Regions from separate parts of the Sus scrofa genome. Here region 1 is linked to region 2. A link is a contact called in public HiChIP or PLAC-seq data. All regions are on one chromosome and are shown on one strand. Each heading gives the region's core, a stretch centred on a gene start, on an enhancer-like site or on the middle of the called end of the contact. The rest is flanking DNA. Distances are from core to core; before and after follow the strand shown.

The links. HiChIP or PLAC-seq counts read pairs in DNA pulled down with a chosen protein or histone mark.
Region 1: a contact with region 2 is called in an H3K27ac HiChIP or PLAC-seq map of alveolar macrophages. The contact joins two enhancer-like sites. A contact is called at or near these places in 1 of 47 Hi-C or Micro-C datasets (embryonic fibroblasts) and 2 of 2 datasets of contacts at active chromatin or transcription factors (alveolar macrophages and skeletal muscle).

What each region holds. Positions count from the first base shown.
Region 1 is chrX:46,259,264-46,264,903 of Sscrofa11.1, reverse strand. No RefSeq gene overlaps it. Among named protein-coding and RNA genes, the nearest start is that of MIR98, 40 kb to the left of the region's middle. Within about 2 kb of position 2,868, at least 12 of the 83 cell types and tissues checked have an H3K27ac peak or open chromatin away from gene starts, as enhancers often do. A contact at or near this core is called in alveolar macrophages, where this site is marked.
Region 2 is chrX:46,063,969-46,069,575 of Sscrofa11.1, reverse strand. IQSEC2 (IQ motif and SEC7 domain-containing protein 2) reads left to right here. Exons shown (of 17, transcript XM_021079683.1): 2 at 1,950-1,979. Among named protein-coding and RNA genes, the nearest start is that of IQSEC2, 28 kb to the left of the region's middle. Within about 2 kb of position 4,040, at least 3 of the 83 cell types and tissues checked have an H3K27ac peak or open chromatin away from gene starts, as enhancers often do. A contact at or near this core is called in alveolar macrophages, where this site is marked.

The DNA of each region.
Region 1 (5,640 bases), core at 1,619-4,118, 200 kb before region 2:
GACCCACATGAAGCTGGGGACACTGTGCCCTAAATTCTGATAAGTCTTCTTTGCCAGTGGGAGAGGCCTCTACCAGGGGGCACATTGATGGTTATACTGAATTGAAAGTTCAGACATTTTTTCTTTTTTTTTTCTTTTTTTTTGGTCTTTTTGCCATTTCTTGGGCCGCTCCTGCGGCATATGGAGGTTCCCAGGCTAGGGGTCTAATCGGAGCTGTAGCTGCCAGCCTACACCAGAGCCACAGCAACGCGGGATCCGAGCCGCGTCTGCAACCTACACCACAGCTCACGGCAACGCCGGATCCTTAACCCACTGAGCAAGGCCAGGGATCGAACCCGCAACATTATGGTTCCTAGTCAGATTCGCTAACCACTGCGCCACAAGGGGAACTCCAGAAGTTCAGACATTTTGAGCTCTATGCCAATAAGGAAACTATAGGAGAAAAAAAATGGGAGGAGATAGAGTTAATTTACTGGCTGGAATCTTCACTATCAAGGAGAAAGCAGGTTGCTGCTGCACAAAGAAGGCATAGAGGACTATATCTACAAGCCATAGGATTATTTGGGGTGCCTCTTAGTCCTTCTGTACCCAATAGTAAAAAATAATCGAAAAACAAAAATAAAAAAAGGGATCTAATTAAACTCAAAAGCTTTTTGCACAGCGAAGGAAACCATTCAAAAGATTAAAAGACAACCTACAGAATGGGAGAAAATCTTTGCAAACAAGGCAACTGGCAGGGGCCTATCTCCAACATATACAAACAACTCATACAACTCAACAACAAAAATACAAACAACCCAATCGAAAAATGGGCAGAAGATCTAAATAGACATTTCTCCAAAGACATACAGATGGCCAATAGGCACATGAAAAAATGCTCAACGTCACTAATTATCAGAGAAATGAAAATCAAAACCTCAATGAGGTACCACCTCACACTGGTCAGAATGGCCATCATTAACAAGTCAACAAATAACAAATGCTGGAGAGAGTGGAAAGAAAAGTGAGCCCTCCTTCACTGTTGGTGGGAATGTAAATTGGTACAACCACTATTGAGAACAGTATGAAGGTACCTTAGAAAACTAAATATATGGAGTTCCCGTCGTGGCGCAGTGGTTAACGAATCCGACTAGGAACCATGAGGTTGTGGGTTCCATCCCTGGCCTTGCTCAGTGGGTTAAGGATCTAGCATTGCTGTGAGCTGTGGGACGCGGCTCGGATCCCGCGTTGCTGTGGCTCTGGCGTAGGCTGGCAGCTACACCTCCGATTCGACCCCTAGCCTGGGAACCTCCATATGCCGCAGGAGCGGCTCAAGAAAAGGCAAAAAGACAAAAAAGAAAGAAAGAAAGAAAGAAAGAAAGAAAGGAAGGAAGGAAGGAAGGAAGGAAGGAAGGAAGGAAGGAAGGAAGAAAGAAAGAAAGAAAGAAAGAAAGAAAGAAAGAAAGAAAGAAAGAAAGAAAGAAAGAAAGAAAGAAAGAAAGAAAAACTAAATATAGAACTACCATATGATCCAGCAATCCCACTTCTGGGCATATATCTGGACAAAACTTTCGTTGAAAAAGATGCATGTACCCCTGTGTTCATTGCAGCACTACTCAACAATAGCCAAGACATAGAAACAACCTAAATGTCCATCGACAGATGAATGATGGATCAACTGCATCTTGGAAGCGCTAGGACACAGGTTTGATCCACAGCCTGGCACAGTGGGTTAAGGATCTGTGTAGGTCAGCAGCTATAGTTCAGATTTGACCCCTAGCCTGGAAACTTCCATATGCCACAGGTGTGGCCCTTAAAAAAGAAAAAAAAAATCCCAAAACAAACAACAACATAAATGAATGCTATTTTAAGCTTGCTTGTTTTCTTTTTCTTATATTGACATGTTTATTTGTATATGATGGCTACTTTCCTTTTCTCTCTCCATCCTGTTTTTACTTTATATCATTTTTGTTGTGTATACAAATGCTGTTAGAAGTTAATTTTACAAATTAATCTTATTTTTATTTTTTTGTCTTTTTAGGGCTGCACCCGCAGCATATGGAGGTTCCCAGCCTAGGGGTCTCATTGGAGATGTTGCCGCCGGCCTACACCACAGCCCCAGCAATGCAAGATCCGAGCCACGTCTGCGACCTACACCACAGCTCATGGCAACGCCGGATCCTTAACCCACCGAGCGAGGTCAGGAATGGGACCCACAACCTCATGGTTCCTAGTCATTTCATTTCCGCTACGCCAAGATGGGAACTCCAAATAATAGAGTATCAGTGGGACTGTGACTAAAATTGAGAAATAATTTACCCAGACAGCAATGGGTACAATGATTCTTGGGAGTGTGTGTCTCTTCATTTTCGGGAAAGGGTGGTAACTTTGTTACAAGAAGAATAGCTATATCTTGTCCAGTACAAGTAGAATTGTTTTTGTGCACGAATTCTAATGTGAGTAGAAGGGCACACACAGAAGCTGGGTAGTCAAAGGGGTGGATTATTGGGTCATTTATTGATTTTTGCCTCTTGGCTTCAAATTCACTGTTTATGCCTGCTCTACACAAATGGATTGGGTCCATTCAGTTTTTTCCTTTGCCAGCTGGCACTAGAGCTTTGCCAGTAGAGGGCACTGAAGAGACATTGCAAGGAGGAAAATGGATTTGCTTCCTGGTTCTGGTCTGCCCACTCCGCAGGGTCCTGTGGCACATACAGCTTTCTCCAACATCTCTGTCTTAAAACACACACACATTCTCCAGTGTCTGGCTCCTGCCATGTGTGGTGACCACCAGCACTCAGGGTCCAGCAGCTCCTCCCTGATCCTTCATCAGCCAGCTTAGTAGCAGTTTGGTCCTGGCTTCTGAAGCTCTCACAGAGTCTCCATTCTCAAGTTCTTGCAACACAGGGCAACCAGCAGTGCCCAGCAACTTCCTCTGGCACACTCCCTCCTTTGTAGCAGAGTGCTTCTGATGACACATCTCCACAGAAACAGCATTCTTCTGGACCCAGAGGGTGGATTTCTGGTAAGTTCCAGAAAGCAGATTTCTAGCAAGTTCCACCATCCAAAGAACAACAACCATTCGTTCTCCAACAGGGACTGGATCTCAGCTCTGAGTTTGGGGGGGTGGGGTGGTGTAGGGTCTTCCCTGGGTGCTGTACTTCAGCTCTGCTCATGCTTTGCTCTATCTTCTTGAATGTATGAATTACATTTATAATTGCTTTGGGATTTTTTTTTTTTTTTTTTTTTTTTTTTTTTTTTTTTTTTGCTTTTTAGGGCTGCACTTGCAGCATATGGCAGTTTCCAGACTAGGGGTAGAGTCAGAGTTACAGCTGCCAGCCTACACCACAGCCACAGCAACACGGGATCCAAGCCACGTCTGTGACCTACACCACAGCTCACAGCAATGCCAGATCCTTAACCCACTGAGCAAGGCCAGGAATCGAACCTGTGCGCTCATGGATGTTAGTCAGATTCATTTCTGCTGAGCCACAATGGGAACTCCATCCTGTTGTCTAATGTCTAGAAACCACTGTTCAATATATTTTATCTAGTTTTTTAGTTGTTTAAGGTAAAAGTAAATCTAGTCCTTGTTACTCCATCATGGTTGGAAACAATCATCACCCAACTTTCTTTTCTGACCCAACTCCTGAGATGTTGCCTTCTAGAACTCACGCTGAGTCATCAGCAGAATCCCTCCATCCTCAACCTCTTCTCTGAAAGTTGAGTTTGCCTTCTTGCTTCAGCAGGAACATGAATCTTCCCAGACAATAGTACATCTCTCTTGAATACTGAATTCCCTCTCATAGTTCCCATACCAGTGATTTAGGAGATATAGCTGTCCTTGCACACGTGCACACACACACACATGTCCCAAGACCATACTCAAGAAGTCCTCCAGCTCCTTTGAGGCACAAACATCAGTCTACAAGGCTTTCTCTGTGTCTTTGTTACAGTCATCTACCACATCCCTCACCAAGCCTCCTTGGGTTTTGAAAATTTTCTTTTCTTGGCTCACTGTCACTCTCTCCAACTCCTCTCTTGTTCAGAATCTTGGGGATTTCAAAATCTACATGATGGTGGATTCAAAATACACATTCCAAGCCTCTGGCCTCACTGTTCCCTGAGTTCTTCTTCTCCATTGATGTTGTACCCACCCTCCTTCAGCCATCCATACCCATCATTCTTTGACCACCACCTCCTTTTTTCCAACTCACTTTCCTTTTTGTATTAGTCAGAGTTTTCCAGATAAACAGAAACAAGAGGATGTACATGAAGAGATTTATAAGGAACTGGCCTGTACAACGACAGAGGCTGACAAGTCCCAAGATCTTCATGGCGGTGACTTAGCAAGCTGAAGAGCCAGGGGAGCCAATGGTATAGTTCCTATCCAAACCTGAAGTCCTAAGAACCCAGAACTGTTGGTGTAGTTCCAGTTCGCAGGCCAGCAAGCTCAAGACTGAGTCACTATTTCAGTTCACAAAGGCAGGAAAAACAGATATCCCAGTTCGAAGAAAGCAGTCAGGCGGAGGAATTCGGTTTCACCTGCCTTTTTGTTCTATTCAGGCCATCGACAGATTGGATGAGGCCAATCTGCATCGGGGAGGGCAATCTACTTTACTCAGGCTACTGATTTAAATGTTTCTATGTTTCGTTTCTTTTCCTTTCCTTTTTTTTTTTTTTTGTGTGTGTGTGTTGTTGTTGTTGTTGTTTGTTTTTGTCTTTTTCTGCAGCATATGGAAGTTCCCCAGCCAGGGACCAAATCCAAGCCACAGTTTAGACCTATGCCACAGCTGCAACAATGGGAGATCCTTAACCCACTGCACCACAGCAAGAACTCCTGATTTAAATGTTAATCTCACCCAAAATCACCCTTACAGGAGTTCTCCTCGTGGCTCAGCAGAAATGAATCTGATTGGCATCCATGAGGACTCAGGTTTTATCCCTGGCCTCACTCAGTGGGTTAAAGATCGGGTGTTGCGGTGAGCTGTGGTGTCATAGACATGGCTCAGACCCTGTGTTGCTGTGGCTGTTGTGTAGACTAACGGCTACAGCTCCGATTTGACCCCTAGTCTCGGAAACTCCATATGCCTCGGGTGTGGCCGTAAGAAAAAAAGACAAAATCACCCTCACACAAACACCTAGAATAATGTTTCACTAAATATCTGGGCACCCCATGGCACAAATCCACCCTTGTCAACGTGGCACACACACACATCTCCTTAAGTCATATTTAATCCCCAAATGATGATAACAACAAGGTTATCCTTCTACTTAACATGATTTAGCTATCCTTCATAAACCAAGAATGCACTAACTCCTTACCCAGAGAAGGAAGTGAAGTCCTTGGGTGACGTTTAATCTTCTCCTTGATATCCCGTAAGTTAAAAATACTATGAGGTGACGTTAATAACACTTTTTTAAAAAAAATTTTATTATAGTTGCTTTACAATGTTCTGTCAATTTCTGCTGTACAGTAAAGTGACCCAGTTATACATTCTTTTTCTCACATTTTCTTCATCATGTTCCATCATAAGTGATTGGATAGAGTTCCCTATGCTATACAGCAGAATTATGAGCTTTACTTATTTATTTATTGGCTGGGTTCCCAGGCCAGGGATTGAAACCTCACCATGGCAGTGACCACACCAGATCCTTAAC
Region 2 (5,607 bases), core at 2,791-5,290:
GGGATTTCCATATGCCACAGGTGCAGCCAAAACACCCCCCCAAAAAAATGAAAACAAACAAACAAACAAAGGAGATAATGTACAAAAAGAGCTGCCACTGTACCTGGTACATAGTAGTACCCAGTGGTTGTTCACGTCCTAATGGAGATGATTATATATGTGGCTTATGTTCTAAAGTAGATTGGGCAGGGGGCCAGTGTGAGCAACTGAAGGGTTTATATTTCTGAGTCAGGGCCTGGTAGAGATTGAATAAGTGTGTGCTGGGGGTGTGGGGGGTGGTGGTAAGGAGACCAGCCTGCTTGGAGCAGAGGGTTTTCTTAGGGAAAAAAGCTGAGAGGCTTGGCCTCAATTCTATGGACAGTTGGGGAGTCATCGAATTAGGCTCCTCTGATCTGGTACGTGCGCACTATTGAGCTAGGTCTCCAAAGCAATCTTGTTGCTTCAGAGCGAGATGGAAAGTTTTAATAAATGTGAAAAGGTGCTCTGAGGCCCCGGTCCCCTGTCCCTTCAGGGGGCTGTGAAGGCCCATTGTCATTGGCTGAGCAGGCCCCGGGCTGAGCCTCACAGCCACCCCACTCCCATGCCCCCTCCCATCCCTGTCATGTCATTTTGCAAGTGAAAAAGCTGAGGCCGGCCATGGGCCATCCTTCAGGGAGTGCCTTCCCCAGGATTATATGGCTAGTAAGTAGCAGAACTGGAAGCACGGGCCTCACCCACTGTCTGCACTCCTGCACCCCATGGGCTGGGGCAGGGGTTGGGGTGGGAAGGGGGATGGGGTGTGGGGCGAGATGGGGGGGGCACTCCATTCATTCTGAGCTCCACCTCCCCTCCCCTCTCACTTTGCGCACAGCATAGACGACTCCCCCCGACTCAGGTCCCCTCACTAAGGTCTCTCCTTGGTTCTCTCACCTGAGGACCAAGCCTGTGACATCTTCATCTCTGCTTCCTCCACAGTCCTCAATAGGGGAGAGGAGGAGGAGGAAGAGGACAGAGAGGACAGGAACGCTGCTTCACACGCTCTCCCCGCTCCTTCCAAGTGCCCTGGTCCTTCTTCCTCCCCTTCCCACCCCCACTGTCCCTCTCCTACACACACACACACACACACACACACACGCACACGCACACGCACACGCACACACACACACCCTTTTTAGGGAGGAGCAGCCAGAGGGCTGTGGTTCTGATTTCCCTCATTTGCTCAGTCCCCTCAAAGCTGTCCCCAAAGCCATTCTCTTCTCTTGCCCTTCCTTTGCCTCTGAGGTGGGGGCTCACTATGAAGAAGGCAGACCAGTGTAGTAGAAAGGAGCCCAGCAGCTGACTCACTCACCCTCTCAGCCTCATTCTCTTCATCCGGAAAATAAGCAGGTTGGACCAGGCAATTGGCAAAGCCTTTTCTATGTTGTTAATAATACCTGGCATTTGTCTGCTGGGTTCCAAAGGGCTTAATCATCCCAACAGCCCTGCGAAGATTGGCCTTGTGTTACAAGCGGGGAGACTGAGGCTCAGATTCCAGGCAGGGAGGTGACTTACCCAGATCTGGTAAGTGGCAGAGCCACTATCTGAGCCAGGTCTCTCTGTGTTTAAACCTCGGGCTCTGCCTCTTCCTGCAGCTACAGGCTGCCTCTCAGCCACTCCAAGGAAGACCCCTCACCATGAGCCCACGAGGCTAGAACATGGTTGGTTCCTGGCACCTACTCGACCTCACCCCCAGCCACCCTTCCCCTCACTCACTCCACCCCAGCCACGCTGTCCTCCTCTTTGTCCCAGCAACTGGCCAGGCCCTCCGCCATCTCATGGCCTTTTGCACTGGCTATTCTTTCTGCACGAAATGCCCTACCCCTCATTTTCACGATGCATATTAGCTCTCAAGGCTGCTGCATAGGGCAGAGGGAGAGGGGGAATAGAGGGTATGTGCTGACTCTTGGTTTTTTCCTCTCTTTCTCTTTCAGATCTGATGGTGAGAATTCCAGAACAGTCAGGTCAGTACCTCCTTTTTTTGATAGTAGTTGGGAAATGGGGCAGGGACTGGGGTGGGGACCTCTGGTTTGTCACTTCAGGATCCATGGGAGGGGCAGGGGGGCCAACTCCAGGGGTTTTGTCCCACTGGCATTAAGGGTGGAGATGGAGAGGAGCAGGAGGGCCAGGGTGAATGTGGCAGGTGCGGGGACGGGGTCGTAAATGGTTCCTTAGTCTTTCTGACCCTAGCCGACTCGGGGGCTTGGTTGGACACTGAAGAGGCTCATGTGAGCTGCCCAGATGGGAAAGCTGACCTGCAAAGAGGTCGGCTCTGGACCCAGGACCTTCTCCATCTCTCCTCCCAGGGGAAGAGGGCACGATAGAATTGCCGTTTCCCTGATCTGGTGTTTGCCCTTTTCCCTGAACTGTGCTAGCCCTGAGTAGTGCGATTCGGATGGGCTTTTGATGTGACACATTCTAGGCATTAGAAATATGCATTATGGTAACAAGAGCACTTTTTTTTTTTTGCATGCTTGGTGAAAAAGGCTTATAAGCTTCAGTGAGTTTACAGGGTGTGATCGATCTGCCATTTGAAGAGGTGGGGGTAAAACTGGGGTAGAGACAAGGGCTGTTAGTCGCATTTCCCAGGCCTTAACCCATCAGAAGCTTGGTGAAAACACAAGGGTCAAGGATAGGGACTATGTGGGAGTGATGGGGGGCTCAGGATAGAGCCCAGTTGGCCAGCATCCAGGCCAGGGGCTATGGACTGGGCCTGTGAAATGAGATGGGTCCAGGCAGCAGCAGCATGAGAAGGACACACTTGGTCCCAGCCAGGGCTGAGACTGAAATACAGCACCGATGTGAAGAGTAGAATCCTCTGAGTGGATCAGTTGGAGGCATGTTCCCTTTCCACCAGGCTCCTGCAGCCCCTCATCAGGGTTCCCCGGCTTGATGAGCCGAGCACAGATTGAATTTCAGCCCAGACTCATGCCCTCTCAGCTGCAAACCCTTGTGTAAGGCACAGCTTGCCCGGCCATATGCAGCGGCCCAGGTCCTGGCATCCAGGCGGTGGATATGGGAGGGGGGCCGAGGAGCTCAGCATACAGACGGTGATGCGTGATGAGACACACCGAGTCTTAGCATCCCAGGCAGAAGGGACGGGATGAGCACACCGGTGCCCTGGGCCAAGGTAGGGGCTGTGGGATGGGAAGCACGCTCTGTTAGGCCAGCAGGAAAGCAGGGGAAGCGTGATAGATGCCAGTCAGGCCCAGTGTTCCAGGCAAGGGGTAGATGACGGGATGTGATTAGTGTGGCCTGGGCACAGCCTATCCTAGCATTTAGGAAGGCATTAACCTAGCAGAGGACACTGATCCCAATGTCCCACTGTGGGTTTGGAGAAAAGCAAGTTGAGCTGACTCCAAGCATAGGCCCCCAAGGCACCCCCGTTGACATGCCTGCTACTTATCCAGGAACTCGACTGACAATGTCCCTAGCTCTTCCCAGCAGAGGAGTTCCTAGGACCTAAAGCTCAGGGTGTTTCATAATTATCATAATCCTAAATCATATGATGACATACTTTACAACTTACAGAAGTTGCCAGGGACTTTCTTTTGTTTGATCCTCCCAGTGACACTGTAGGTGGAACCTGGACTGGCCTTATCATCATTATTTTACAGTTGGGGAAACTGAGCCCCGGGCTGGTTCTAGGTTTTGCCCATAGCCACGCAACTGATTTTTGGCGGAGGCAGGATTCAAACCCAGGTCTGCCTGGCAACAAGCCCAGAACCCTGCCCACGCCCATCCCTGCAGGAGCTCTCGACAGCCTTGCAGATAAGAATAGTCCTCCTCATCCTCACCCTAATATTAGTAGTCATAGCAGTTAGCATCTCCTCTTGATATACTAAGAACTCTGAACATGATCTTATTTAATGCTCACGAGAGCCCAATTAGACGCGGACTGGGATCCCCGATTTACGAATGAGGAAAATGAGGTTCCCCAGAGGGTCAGTGTCTTGCCCAAGGAAGGAAGAGCAATGGGGCAGGGCGGCATCACTCTGACTCATACCCTGGACTGTCTGCTTCCAAAGCCAGCACTTGTCTCACTAAGATGTACTTCCCGACAGCCACCCTGGACTCCAGTCAAGGAGGCTACAAGGGGCCTTGAGGACACAGCAACTGCCGGGGAGCAAGTGTCAAACTTGGGCTGTGGAAGGGGCCTAAGATACCACTCATGGGGCAAAAATCTTGCAAACATGGTGGAATAGATCCTTTACCTTGGAACCAGGGCTGGGTGGGGTCTTCTGAGGAGGCTCTCAGGACCTGCATGGAAATTCTTGAGCTCACTTCAGTTAGGGCTCAGGGAGAGCTTTCTGGAGACAGTGGGTGTCTGAGCTGGGCTGTGAGTGACTGTCACGCAGACTTTGTAGAAGGAGGGTGTCCCTGGAAATGAAACAAGCAGGCATCGGGGGCGGGGGGGAAGGAGAGGGGGCCAGTCAGTCAGGCTAAAACAGATCTGGGCAGGAGAGGAACAAATGTCAAAATTCAGAAGGCTGGTCTGGTCAGGCCTGGGCCGCAAGACACCTTCTGTCATCAGTGAGAGCTAGGGGAAGCTGGGCTCTGCAGCACAGAAAGGGCAGCACCTGGATCTAGGCATCGGGTTCCAGGGTCCTGATCTAAACATCGTGTGTGTGGAGGGGAAAGCTTAAGAAGGTAGAAGAAACACCAAGTAGGAGTTCCCGTTGTGGCTCAGCAGTGACGCATCTGACTGATATCCATGAGGACGCAGATTTGATTCCTAGCCTCCCTCAATGGGTTAAGGATCCAGCGTTGCTGTGGCTGTGGTGTAGGCCGGCAGCTGCAGCTCCAATTTGACCCCTAGCCTGGGAACTTCCATGTGCCGTGGGTGTAGCCCCCCCCCCCCAAAAAAAAAAGGACCAGAAGAAGAAGAAGAAGAAGAAGAAACACCAAGTAGAGGAGCTATCCCTCCACTGTCGTGGGAGTAGAACAGCAAGGAGTGGTCCCAGGCATGAGGACTTCCAGGTATGGGGTGCCAGGGGAAGTGTGGAGTCTAATTAGAGCTGAACAGCTGGTATCTCGAGAGGACTGTGAGCAGAGGAAGGTGTCTGGACCTCCTATAGATCCATGAGAAGTTGTCAGACCTACAGGCACCTTAAACCCAGGTCCAGAAAGGGACTGGCTATGGCTCAAGGTCACACACTAGCTCTCAGCAAGGCCTGCTTCCCAGCTGTCTGTTCTTTGCCAAGTCACTTGGCTTCTCTGATCCTAACTTTCCTCATCCTTAAAATGGAGTCAATAATTCTGACTTCTTTGGGTTGAGGAGAGAACTTAAAGCGATGCTCAGCATAAAATAGTGGCTCAACACACGGCAGTGCCCTGCCCTCCGCTGTCACTGTCCACTAACCCAATCCTTTGTCATTTATGGGATAGTCAAGCTTGAGAAATGTGGAGAGGGGTAAAACTTGGAAACGGAGGGGCAGGGGCTTCTGCCAGCAGCAGAGGAGGTCAGTCCAGTCCTAAAGGCATTGCTGATGCAGTAAGGGTCAGGCTGGGGCGCTGGGGACTGGGCTGGGGTTGCCAGGCACGCAAGGATGAGAGCCAGAGGAGGTGGCCTGTTGCTAGGGAAGGAGGGAG